2 separate regions of the Mus musculus genome follow, and region 2 is linked to region 1. Evidence: chromatin contacts called from public ChIA-PET data. All regions are on one chromosome and are shown on one strand. The core of a region is the stretch at or near the end of the contact, and the rest is flanking DNA. Distances in the headings are between cores, read along the strand shown. Region 1 holds the start of Dnah11 (dynein, axonemal, heavy chain 11). Region 2 has its middle 76 kb from the start of Sp4.

What was found. ChIA-PET counts read pairs in DNA pulled down with a chosen protein or histone mark.
Region 2: a contact with region 1 is called in an RNA polymerase II ChIA-PET map of memory CD8 T cells, with 32 read pairs. The contact joins the enhancer-like site here to the promoter of Dnah11 in region 1. A contact is called at or near these places in 4 of 39 promoter capture datasets (the HPC-7 cell line, embryonic stem cells, fetal liver and 1 more), 1 of 484 Hi-C or Micro-C datasets (liver) and 2 of 115 datasets of contacts at active chromatin or transcription factors (CD8 T cells and memory CD8 T cells).

What each region holds. Positions count from the first base shown.
Region 1 is chr12:118,195,282-118,202,053 of GRCm38.p6, forward strand. It overlaps Dnah11 (dynein, axonemal, heavy chain 11), which reads right to left and starts at 3,762. Exons shown (of 82, transcript NM_010060.3): 1 at 3,258-3,762; 2 at 1,275-1,418. The coding sequence starts at 3,551.
Region 2 is chr12:118,374,014-118,380,785 of GRCm38.p6, forward strand. No RefSeq gene overlaps it. Among named protein-coding and RNA genes, the nearest start is that of Sp4, 76 kb to the left of the region's middle. Within about 2 kb of position 3,313, at least 72 of the 459 cell types and tissues checked have an H3K27ac peak or open chromatin away from gene starts, as enhancers often do. A contact at or near this core is called in CD8 T cells, the HPC-7 cell line and memory CD8 T cells, where this site is marked.

The DNA of each region.
Region 1 (6,772 bases), core at 2,512-5,011:
GGTCGAAGAGGAGTGTTAGTGGTTTGCTGTGGCTCACATACCCAGTAGCACGTTTTCCTACCATAAACACAGGCTCAGCAGGACTGCACTGATTACCGGGGTCTCTCTGAACAATCAGACCGAGGAACTGACCTTGTAGACAAATACCTAACTCCATCGTTCCCAGTTCTCACCTACACAGGGAGCCCCTGGGTCTTAAACTACTCTAGCTTTGTTCCCACCCCCGGAGTTCTGAATTAACCAGTAAGAGGACCCTCCCTCAGGGCTGGTTCATTCCAAAGCTCACCATTGCTCCTGACCAGGTGAGTCTAATGTCCAGTGAAGTCTTAAAATTACCACTCTCGTTCTATGGTCATTTTGGTGTTTTCATCCAAAATATCTGAACAGATAGACAGCATCAGGTGAGAAACCATGCATCTTGTGTTTTACCGATGCCAGCTGAGTCCATCTGTACTGACAAGGCAAGGAGGATGTAGGTCCTACCCATGTTAAAATGCCACTGGCCGTTTCAAGGAGTGGGTTAGTTCGTTTTTGTTACTGTTACAAAATCCGGAAGATAGAGGAGGAAAGGTTTCCTTTGACTTTCATTTCCAAGTTCTGTCCATGAGACATTGACCCTGCCAGGCTCAGGCCTCATATCACAACAAGGGCAGATGGCAAAGTAAAACACAGTAATGAAGAAGCAGAGAGAGAACATGGTACCTAAGCCCCTCAAGGGACATCCTCCAGTGACCTAATTTCCACCTATGAGGGAAGCCCCAGATCTTAAAAGCACCACAGCTCCCAACGCTGATGAACAATCCTTTAATACACTGACCACCCTCAGCACAGGGAAGAGAGAATTTGTGAACAATTGGTGACTTCATTACTGCCTTCCATTCTCTGACATAGGTAAAACTCCATTTAGTTACTACCTTGTAATAGGAATTTGAAAAACGGATGAAAGTGTGAGGTAATTTCTACCCTGACTGTGATACCTAAAACCTATAGCTAACTGACAGAACCTCGTCAGTTCAAATTGACAGGTAAATGCTTCCAGCATTGTGAAAGGAGTAAGGGAAGAGTGAGAGAGAGGGTGATCTGACAGGGAGCTAGTCATTGTTAGTGAGCAGTGACTGAGTTCAGAAAACAGGCTGAACGGGATCACTTCGTACCCCTGGCCAAAGAAATTCCTGGCTTCTCACTCTCTTCTGTTTAAGTAGACAGAGTGGCTCAACCAGTACCAGGTGTCTGGAGGTCAAGAAAGCACTCAGATATTAGAGACAGACCAATACCTCATCTAGGAATGCAGTTACATGTGTAAGCAATGACCTGGGTATTTCTCCAAATAAAATGGTTTGGGAGAAATCACTTTCTCCCATGTTTTCAGTCATCTTCTTGGCAAAATAAACCAGCTTGTGTTTCACATCTCTTGGAATCTGGAACAAAAGCAAGATAATTAGTTCGAGTTCACTACAGAATCTCTTTGTTAACAAGCAGGGTTTGCTGTATCCCACTTGCAGACAGATTGCCAACAGAAGAAGTAAAACCATGGCATCTTGCCCATGTTTACAAACAAGGTTGCTCTGTTGCTCTTCTGTGTCCTGAAAAAGGTAGGGTTCTCTTTTTCCCTTTTTTTTTTTTAAACAATACCACCCTCAAAGACATGTCCATTACTCCTCAACAGCATATACCGTAAGAAGCTCATATACAAAACCAAACATAAGAACATTTTAATCCTAGTAAGGTTTTTTCCCCCCTTTTGCTAATTTTTCTCTTGTTTGAAAATAAGCCAAACTGAGATAAAAAGGGGTTAATTTGCATTCCTGCTGTCAAGGCAAAGAAGTGTTTAGCCAAGATAATTTAACATTCCTATAACTGTTAAGGGTTTTTTGGTTTTGTTTGGTTTGGTAAATACTACACTATTTAGTTTCTATGCTCTGAGAGTTTAAGGTGTCTTGACTTGTCTGACATACTAACTTATTTTTTAAAGTTATAATTAGGAGAATATCAAAACAAAGATATTCAAAACTCACACAGCTGTAATGCAACCATTCTGAGGGCTTGCCTCACACCTATCCTAAATGACGACATCTGGTCATTTACAACATGAACCCCAGGCCCAACAGATAACCTACTGGGCAAGGGCTCCAAAATCAGAAAAGAAGGAAGGAAAAGAAAGCAAAAAAAGGCAATGCCTATTAAGCTTGAAGCCTGTGCAAATTACAAGCTACACACACACACACACACCATGGAACTACCATCAGTTTTAAAGAAAAACACATCAGAGAATAAGACAATTGGACATAAGTTTTCAGAGTGCTATTGATATGTAACTTTCCAGGGCACACCTCTGCTATAAACAAGTAGACAGGTTACTTTACTTGGAATTTACGTTGGGGGTGGGGGGTGGGGGCAGACGTTTCCTTTTCAAGCACCCACATGGTGGTAATTCACAATAATTTGTAACCCCAGTTCCAAGGAATCCCAACACATCTCTTCTGACCTCCATGGGCACCAGATACCCACAAGGTGCACAGACATACATGCGGGCAAACATACATACACATAAAAAATGAATATATGTTCTAAAAAGAATTTACAATTTAATTGCTAAGATAATGCTCCTTGAAATCACTATCTAATCTATGCAACAAATATGTTTATTCTGTGTTTTAAATGACACCAGCCAGTCTAATGGTTGTTATTGTTGGTTTTGTTGTTTATATTTTGTTTGTTTGTGGTTTTGACAGGGTCTCATGGTGTAGTCCTGGAACTTGCTGTGTAGACCAGGCTGGCCAGGAACTCACAGAGATCCTCCTGCCTCCTCTGCCTCCCAAGTGCCAGGGGTAATATAGTAAGTGCCACAATAATCCAGCCAGTCCCCCGCCCCGCTTTTTGTTAGAACTCGATTATTTCTTTCCTGGACAAAATGTAGTTGGTAGATACTGAAACAACTCAAGCTATAAGGGTTTTGCCTAATACTTTGCTATCGTTTTTTAAAAGGATATGACTCTAGAGTTCCACCGGGGACTGAAACATAAGTTATTTGGCCCAAAAAGCTCCCCAGGCGCCATAAGCCCAGGCATCACAGACTGCGCTAGTTTTCTAACATCATTTTAGACAACCATCCCTTCTGGCAGGCATCCCTTGTAGAAAACTAAAGTACAGCGTTTTCTGCAGAGCTGGTGCACACGGGGACCCGGATCAGTCCAAGAGGCTGACTTCAAGTTCTGTTTAAGTCCGGCAGCGGGCATCCCTCTCGGGTCGCGCCTTACCTCGGGGGAAGCCGAGAGCCGCCCGGCGGTCGCAACACTAAACACCAGGCTGGCAGGACCAGTGCTCTCCAAAAAGTCTCCTAGGACCTGCCGGTGGTCATCGCTCTCCAGATACTGGCCCCACGTCTCCTCCGGGAACCTCAACGCCTGGCGCAGACGGCCTCCCAGGAAGCGCACCCGCGGGTCTAGGGCAAAGCGTTGCACTCTCCTTGCAGCCGCCGCCTCCTCGTCCTCCTCGTCCTCCTGCTCTGAGGGGCTGAGCCTCAGCACAGTCCCTTCCTCCTGTGCTGCCATCTCGTACCTAGAGAGGATTCTTGGAGTCGTGCGCCAAGGAGGCTATCACCGAGCCAGCGCCAGCCGCTCTGCCTGCAGAGCTAGGTGCACTGGAAGCGAGGTGGCTCGGACTGCAGCGCGTCCCGTTGCCAGGGAGATGGCTGCCCCGCCCCGTCCCGGGAGTGAGGGAGGAGCGAGAGTCTTGGGTCGCCCGGTAGCTCTCAGGCAGAGACCGGGAAATCAACTGGATTTCTCTGCTTTCCTCCCCTGGGCATCTTGGGGATCCCAGAAATGTTCCAGGACTAGTTAGCGGCTCTGGATTCAGCAGTACTGTCTTGAGCAGATAGTCCTGCTAAATTTGCCGCCATGGTAAATTTATCTAATCCCTAGAAAGCTGGGGCTAAATGCTCAATGTTTAACTGTGGATGAAGTATGGTCCAAAGTAGTTAGGTAGCAAGAAATGCTGCCACACACATCGTACACAGAGAATTGCTTATTCAATAAGTTTAGAGAAAGAATAAGTTACGTTACATTGTAAGTCAATAAACTACTTTCAATTTGGGGAAGGAACATTTTGAGCAAAAATACTAATATTAAAGTAAGATTTTTTCAAGGACTTAAATGTAACAAAATAGTAAAAGAATATGTAGCAAAGAATGTAGCTTCCTAGCTGCCATCAGAACAGTGACGTTGCACTGGACAGAGCCTGCCACATTCACCAAGGCCAGTGCAATTTTAACTTGTCATTGGGTTTTCTCCAGCAGAATAGTTTCTTTTTTCAGAAATAATTTACTCTATAAACCCAGTCTTTCATTGCAGTAGATATTAAGAAGTGCGTTTCCCTAGAAAATTTGTATCTCAGAGTAATAAATCCATCACTTAAGAAAGGCATGCTTTTTCTCAATATTTTTTCAAGTATGATTTAAAAGCACCAAGCAGGTACCATAATGAGTTCACTTGGCTTCTCACACACACAAAAAAAATCTTTATTAAACACCTACTGAGTGCCAATCACTGCTGATGCTGAACACACAGTATTGTAGGCACACTAAGCTTCTGTCCTCACATCACTTGTCTAAGTTAGCTCCACACTGACTGGACTGAGGCTATTCCACCTGGGTTTGCCTTCTATTTCTATCAGATGCTGTCAGAGCCATCTAGGATAGGCTAAAGGCATGCAGGTGACTTTTCTAGAGATGACCCACCATTTTTGCATGGTGGTGATGGGTAAACTGAATAGCAAGGCCTTCAGAAATTTCCTCTCAAGATTGCTTCTTGCAGCTGATATGCCTTTCCCAGTCACTATTACATAGTATAATAACTTCTGGACATTAGCCTACTGTATTGAGCAGATTTCCTGCAGATCGACATAAAGATAAACTTTCATGAATTAATGCTGCTTAGATGAGTTAATGATTTCATAGAATTCCTGATTTGATTCAAATAATTTTAGGAAGAAAGTTTTTTACATGGTTTTAGTTGTTTTGCCTAAAAGATGTAATAAAATTAGAATCAGGAATAGAATTTACCCCCTCCTCATAAAGTAAAGGCTACATAATAAAGAATACAATGAGCTTTCATAATTACACTAAAAAGAATTATAGACCTGGGACAAATTTGTGTTCAAAGAAAAACACTCAGGTCCAAGGATGAAGCCACAGGTGTGCACTATGATAAGACAAGGCCATTTAAAAACTGTTGCTTTGTTTAGCAAATTGTATCTTATATCTTGGGTATTCTAAGTTTCTGGGCTAATATACACTTATCAGTGAGTACATATTGTGTGAGTTCTTTTGTGATTGGGTTACCTCACTCAGGATGATGCCCTCCAGGTCCATCCATTTGCCTAGGAATTTCATAAATTCATTGTTTTTAATAGCTGAGTACTACTCCATTGTGTAGATGTACCACATTTTCTATATCCATTCCTCTGTTGAGGGGCATCTGGGTTCTTTCCAGCTTCTGGCTATTATAAATAAGGCTGCTATGAACATAGTGGAGCATGTGTCCTTCTTAACAGTTGGAACATCTTCTGGATATATGCCCAGGAGAGGCATTGCGGGATCCTCCGGTAGTACTATGTCCAATTTTCTGAGGAACCGCCAGACTGATTTCCAGAGTGGTTGTACCAGCTTGCAATCCCACCAACAATGGAGGAGTGTTCCTCTTTCTTCACATCCTTGCCAGCATCTGCTGTCACCTGAATTTTTGATCCTAGCCATTCTGACTGGTGTGAGGTGGAATCTCAGGGTTGTTTTGATTTGCATTTCCCTGATGATTAAAGATGTTGAACATTTTTTTTCAAGTGCTTCTCAGCCCTTCGGTATTCCTCAGTTGAGAATTCTTTGTTTAGCTCTGTACCCCATTTTTAATGAGGTTATTTGAATTTCTGGAGTTCAGCATCTTGAGCAATCCCACCAACAATGGAGGAATACAATTTGCTAAACACATGAAACTCAAAAAGAACGAAGACCAAAGTGTGGACACTTTGCCCCTTCTTAGAATTGGGAACAAAACACCCATGGAAGGAGTTACAGAGACACAGTTTGGAACTGAGACGAAAGGATGGACCATCTAGAGACTGCCATATCCGGGGATCCATCCCATAATCAGCCTCCAAACGCTGACACCATTGCATACACTAGCAAGATTTTGCTGAAAGGACCCAGATATAGCTGTCTCTTGTGAGACTATACTGGGGCCTAGCAAACACAGAAGTGGATGCTCACAGTCAGCTATTGGATGGATCACAGGGCCCCCAATGGAGGAGCTAGAGAAAGTAACCAAGGAGCTAAAGGGATCTGCAACCCTATAGGTGGAACAACAATATGAACTACCCAGTACCCCCCAGAGCTCGTGTCTCTAGCTGCATATGTATCAGAAGATGGCCTAGTAGGCCATCAGTGGAGAGAGAGGCCCATTGGTCGTGCAAACTTTATCTGCTTCAGTACAGGGGAGCGCCAGGCCAAGAAGTGGGAGTGGGTGGGTGGGGGAGTGGGTGGGAGACTTTTGGGACAGCATTGGAAATGTAAATGAAATAAATACCTAATTAAAAAAAAAACTGTTGCTTTGAATTTATGAGCGTATGGAATGAAACACTGCTTTGAACTTGCTATGGATACCTCTCTGTAACTCCCCTTTTGTGTAACATTCTATCTCTGAGGTAATTCTTTCTTACATAGAGAACTTTTTGTCTGAAAAGCTATAAAAATTGCTGCTAGCCACGAAGAAAGGAAGTGTAA
Region 2 (6,772 bases), core at 2,063-4,562, 180 kb after region 1:
CAATGAAAACAGATGAGCTTTGCTCTCCAGGCAGCCTGTGTGAACAAGAGCCATGGCATAACAAAAGGCAGGTCACTCCTGGCTTCAGAACCAGAAAGAACCAAAATATGACAGACCCTCCTCCACCCAGTCCATATCTTTCCCCCACCCTCCCTCATATGATCTCCTTCGCAAACTGCTTCTTTCAGGCTGTAATCCCTCCTAGGGATTTCTTAAGCTCTCCTTTATTTCAACATTTAATTTTTCGTTATTGTGATAAGAAGTATCATACACACGCACACACAAAATGAAGTTTACTATTCAAACCATTTCGGGTGTGTAATTTAATGCCACTGATAGATGTGTTCACACTCCTCTGCAGCAGATGTGTTCACACTCCTCTGCAGCAGATGTGTTCACACTCCTCTGCAGCAGCCTCCAGAATCAGTTCCCAGAATCTTTTCATCATTCCAAACAGAAATGTCTCAGAAATGAAATGATAACTATCTTTATTTCCCTTTCCTCACTGTACCTGGTAACCTCTATTCTACTTTCTCTTACTATGAATTTGCCTATGACTGGTAACTAGTAAAAGTGGAATTAGGTTTATTTCATTTACATATTATCTAACTTCATTCACATTGTGGTATGCATTAGGATTCTCTTCTTTTTAACGAGTGAATATTATTCCCTCATAGTCATACCATGTGTTGTTTACACTCCTTATGGAGATCTGGGATTGCAGGGTTATGTTCCATACCCTCACTGGCCGAAATCCCTTTATGACAGTTGTCAAAAAATTTTTTAAAAAAGTCTTTTAAAACATTACATCCCACACTCTAGGTCTGGAATAGATACTGTGACATAGGGAGGGTAGCCTTGATTGGAGCAACAGAAGAACACATATCCTAAATACTAGAGTCTTTCTGGCTGAGACCAGAAGAGGCTGTTAGAGATATCTGAACAGGAGAGTTCTGTTGAGGATACTAGCCCTGGGGCTAATTATATTTGATGTTAATTCCGTTCTCCGGTGAGGGGTTGTGAACAAGGAATGAGTCAGCACTCAGGTGATTTCCTGTAAACCTGCTTCCCACCTTAATTTGTAAAATAAAAGCTAGAGCTGGTGACTGGGCAGAGAAAAGAGGAGAAGGTGGAGTTGAAGGTTGGGGAGAGAAAGGGAGAGAGGACAAGGAGGACAGAGGAGGAGGTGGAAGAACAGCTGAGCAGAAGCACATGGCCTGGAGAAACTACAAGTTATATGGGGTCTCACAGATGGTGAAGATGATAGTGTAGTGGTAGATGTGCCCAATCTAGGTGCACAGCATGTATTCATATTAATTGAGTTGCGTTTTCATTGCTGGGCATATTTGGGTTGGAGATTTCCCGCAACATCGTTAAATAGAGTCTGTGTATCCCGAAGGCATCCAAGGTGGCTCTACATAATAAACTTCCAGAAAATCGGGACTTGATGCTCAGCTGCAAGGTCTGGGTTCTGACAAGAACCTAGATGAACCTGAAGAGGATTTGCCCTCAGACCCTGTGCTAAGCTCCAAGCCTATGGACATCCATCTCAATTTGCTCTCTGAGCAGAGACTCCAGCCATGTTGAGACACGATGAACCAGGTCACACCACACCACACTCACTCTGACTTGGAGCAAGGAGCTAACGTATTGACATTGTTCAAGCCACTGAATTTAGGAGTCAGTACTTAGTTCTTCCATACTCCAAATATACCAGTGCTCTGATGCCAATGTTCCCTTCCTCCCCTCCCCCAGTGTCTCCCCACCACCTCACATCTCCCCCAGATCCCACCCTCCTTTGCCTTCAGACAAGAACCGCCCTCCCAGGGACTTCAAGCAAACATGGCATAGCAAGCTACATAACACCAGACTCAAAGCATCATATCAAGACTGGACAGGCAACCCAGTAGGAAGAAAAGGGTCCCAGGAGGAGACAAAAGAGTCAGGGACAGTCCCTGTTCCCACTGTTAAGATTCTCAAGAGGACATCAAGTTACTCACCCAAACATATATGTAGAGGATCTAGGTCAGACCCCCTATAGGCTCCCTGATCTCTGTGAGTCCCCATGAGTCCCACTTAGTTGATTGGGCCATGTTCTTGTGATGTGTCTGACCCCTCTGGTTCCTCCAATCCTTCTTCCCCACCCCTCCATAGGACTCCCAGGTCTCAGCGTAATGTTTGACTGTGGTACTCTGTATCTGCTTCCATCTGTTGCTGGATGTATTCTCTGCTACCTTTGAGGTTCTGCTAGAGCCTTTCTTCTTTAAGTTGCTTTTGTTTCAGTGGTGAGAAAAGAAAACCAAGACCACAGCTTAGACAGTAGTATACTCACCTTGATGGGAAACATCTTCAGCTGACTACAGTCCTTAGTGAGAAATTCAGATTCGATATGGACTTTAATCCTTATGCGAACCAGCCATATTACAGACTGAATATTATAAGTTCATTAACTTTAAATATTGATATGGCAAATCAGATTGTTTTCTATTGCACGTGAGCAATGAAAACCTGCTTACGGAGGCAGGGGGCCATCAAAGCGAAAGAAGCATCAGAGTCCATTTGATGTTTTTAGAAATTCCCCAAAGCTCAAGCTGGGAGTGGAAAGCTCTGTGGTTAGTAACATCCTTGACAAAGGTGCAAAATCAGTATTACCTAATACAGTCACTTTGCCTAATAGGAGGCTGAGGTGAGAAAGGCCAAGTTGTTTGTTTGAGGTTGCTCAGTAGGTGCTGGAACCACCAAGCATGATTCAGACTGCACTGCACTGAGCATCTGACAGGGTGGTTCCTGGAAGAAGCTCTGATGGCTTCCCCACCCTCCTCCTCCACAGGAAGAGCTCTGCAGTGCTTTAGAGCCTTTTGGGTTGCCAATGTCATCAGCAAATTCATCTTTAGTTTGCAAGCTCTGCCTTGAAGAGCAGTACCCTTCAGGACGCTCTACCCTGCAGAACAGCGGGGCTCTCTAGTGAGTCAAGTCTGGCCTAAAGATAACAACAGCTGTCTTCCTGTGCTTGTGGAAGGAGTCTGAGCTCTCTGAGAGAGTTTTCTCTCTTTTCAAATGGAGTAACAGCAGTCCTTGGAAAAAATGCCTACCCTTAGGGAAAAAATTAGATGATGATAACAACAAAAGGAGAAAGAAAAGAAAACCAAAAAAATCCATCACCAGCCCAGCCAGGACCGTCAGCATGCGCCCCTGTTTAGGAAGCACCCATGCTTGTGCGTGTCTTCAAAGTCAGAAGCAGCTTCCTGTAGGAGAGCCACAGGGCAGGCCTGGGCCGCTGAGCCTTGAAACACTCTCTGATACCGAGACGGGCACAGGAAGTACAACCGCTGACTTCTCAGAGGAAGCCTCAGTGCCGCTTCGCAGAGTTGAAAGACAGACTGAAGAGAAAGAAGATGAAGAATGGTAAGCCCATCAATGTCAAAGACACTAGAATCCAGAGCTGTGTGAACAGACTCGAGAACTACCCCCAGATCATGGTGCCAAATTCTCTGCTGACAGTATTTTTGAAGCGCCCCACCCCACCCCACCCCCCCCCCCCGCCGACAATTGCCCAGACAGAATTGACACTTGATAGTATATAATCTGCCTAATAAATTTGATTGAAATTGTGACATTTTCAAAGTTATTTCTAGTATCTCAAATTAAGCTTTAAAGGGAGAGTTCCCTTTGATTCAGCTAAATCACAATAATTGGTTTTAAAGCAAATAGAAACACACTGATTATCAATTAAGCCAATGGATTGATACAAATGCGGGCTTGTGTATTTGTTTCTAAGCTTTGCCCTTCTCCCCGATACTCCATACTTACTTCTATCAATCTAGTGATTAGAAAAACAAAGTTCTGGTAAATGATGGAAATGTTACACAAACAAGTGCCATGGAGTGAAGTCCACATGTGCCAAGTACGGAGGCTCTGTTCATTTGAATGTGCCTGTCAGCACTTGAGTGCAGCAATTTTCATTATGAGCTTTTACTAACAATAAATACAGGCCAGATTTAAGGGGAAACATGGCTTATTTCCTCTTCCCAGGGACCCCATTTGGCTGCATCTTCTGTCCATGACTCCCACATTCTGTTGCTGTGGTGAAAGCCAGCGACCTACAGAGTAATTAGTTTGGGTTTTGTCTACACAGCACCCACATAAGCAATTGGAAAGTGAAAAATTCAGCCAAATCATCGGGCTTTGTGTGTGGCAGTTCCCGCATGACTTTAAATAGCCAGTTAGTGCTTTTCTGTTCGGTGAAAAGAAAAAAAAAAGGCATTTTCACTAATTGGTTCTTTCATCAGCATGTGGACTGCATTGTCAATAATTGGCCTAGGAGGGGTGAGCATGTTAGACTGTTGTTTTGCCTTGGGATGGGGAAGAAAAGAGAGAGAGAAACACAGAAAGGAATTGGATCTGCAGATGAATGGAGGAAGGACTGTGTAAAGGTGAGAAATGAAAGAACTCAGGTGACATGGTCACTTAAGGTACACCATAGGTCAACAGTCCTGTCTTTGCATTTATACATGGTCATCTGTTCCACACACAGCACCAACGCTGGAGGATATAGGCATCATAGATGCACCATTGTCTGGGGTCATCCCAGACTTTATCCCTCTGCCATGGAGACTGGGTTCAATGCTTGTGTTTCTATAGGTTGCTAGGTCCTGCTGGTGAACCTGCTCTCAGGGCTGTGCTCTGAGAACCAGTGACCAAGAGAAATTACTTTTAAGAAAAAGAACTGAGGAGCAGAGGCTAACATCAAGGCCACGAGTAGGGAGTAGAGCTGAGATCAAAACCCATCTCTCACCCTAGTGGTGGTAGGACATGCCTTTGATCCCAGCACTCCCTAGGCAGAAGCAAGTAGATCTGAATCCAAGGCCAGCCTTGTCTATGGAGCTCATTCCAGGACAGCCAGGACTGCAAAGAAATCCTATCTTGAAAAGTCAAAACAAATCAACAAAACAACAACTACAACAACAACTCCCACCTCTAATTCACAGCCCATTGCTTCTACCCCAGAGGGAATTGTGGGGGTTAAAAGGGACCTCAGTACATCCACACTGAGGTCTGCTCTGGGATCTATGAATCCATTCTTCTCCTTCTGGGTTTCTTACCCAGCAAAACGTGAAGTGTTCTTGTCTCACAGGAATCCATCCTCATCCCTTTCCTTGGTTAATACTGCTATTTTGGTATGTGAACAGATGTGTGTTTTTTCTAGTACAGTGGTCCCTTTCTATCCACTGGGGAATTGGTTCCAGATCCCTGTAGATATCGTCAAAACTACAGATGCTCAGGCTTGCCTATAAAAAAATGCTTTCACTTTGGCAAATAGTTTCTACGCGATTTTTTGTATCATTTAAATACTCTCTAGATTATGCATAATGCCCAATTCAATATAAATACTTTTCAGACAGCAATACTGCTTTGTTTAAGAAATAACAGCAAGAAAAAAAAACCCATTGTGCATTCCAGTCCAGATCAATTCTTTCTTTATACTATTTTTACATGAGGTTGGTTCATCTGCAGATGTGGAAGCCTGGGATATTAGAGGCCAGCTGTATTTCATGAGTGGCTCTCCATGATGAGAGCATACTCAGTGCACCCCCTTCCTTCATGATATGCAGAAACAGGTAGCAGAGAAAAACTAATCTAAGTCTTTGTTGTTAAATCCCCAAAGCCAAATTTAAGATGTAAAATAATAATGTAAAAACTGGGTCATAGCTTAGTCAGTAAATAGCTTGCTTGAGTATGATTCCCAGAACCTATGTATAAGAAGCAGAGCATGGTGGTACACACTTGTAACACAGTGTCAGGAAAGTGGAGACAGGCAGATCACTGGGGCTGACTGATCAGCTAACCTAGTCTACTGGTGAGCTCCAGGCCAATAAAAAATCATGTCTTGAAAGGCAAGATGGATGAGGTAGGTGAAAGACAGCAGAGCAGATGACTTCCATAGGCACATGCGCACATGCCTGGACACACACACACACACACACACACACACACACAGCCATTTACATGTCAACTGCTTATCTTCTGTCCCCTACTTACTACCTGAAGACAGCTTAGTCAGTCAGACAGTAGAGTAAGCAAGAGAGAAGAGTAATCAAGTGAGCATGCTCTGGAAGAAGAGCTGGATTTGGAAAGTATCACCTAAACTGAGTGTAGTCAGTACACAGTGACCATTCATCCACTATTCTTGCAGACCCAGGAGCCAGCACCAGCAAGACAAAGCCTTGGTGACTCAGACCACCTCTCCTAAGTGACAGGTTAATGAGCTTCCCTCAATAACCACCTTGATTGTTAGCAGAAAGAGTGACCCCATTGTCCTCCTGCATTCTTTTTTTTTTCCATTTTTTATTAGGTATTTAGCTCATTTACATTTCCAATGCTATACCAAAAGTCCCCCATATCCACCCACCCCCACTCCCCTGCCCACCCACTCCCCCTTTTTGGCCCTGGTGTTCCCCTGTACTGGGGCATATAAAGTTTGCAAGTCCAATGGGCCTCTCTTTCCAGTGATGGCCGACTAGGCCATCTTTTGATATATATGCAGCTAGAGTCAAGAGCTCCGGGGTATTGGTTAGTTCATAATGTTGTTCCACCTATAGGGTTGCAGATCCCTTTAGCTCCTTGGCTACTTTCTCTAGCTCCTCCATTGGGAGCCCTATGATCCATCCATTAGCTGACTGTGAGCATCCACTTCTGTGTTTGCTGGGCCCCGGCATAGTCTCACAAGAGACAGCTACATCTGGGTCCTTTCAATAAAATCTTGCTAGTGTAT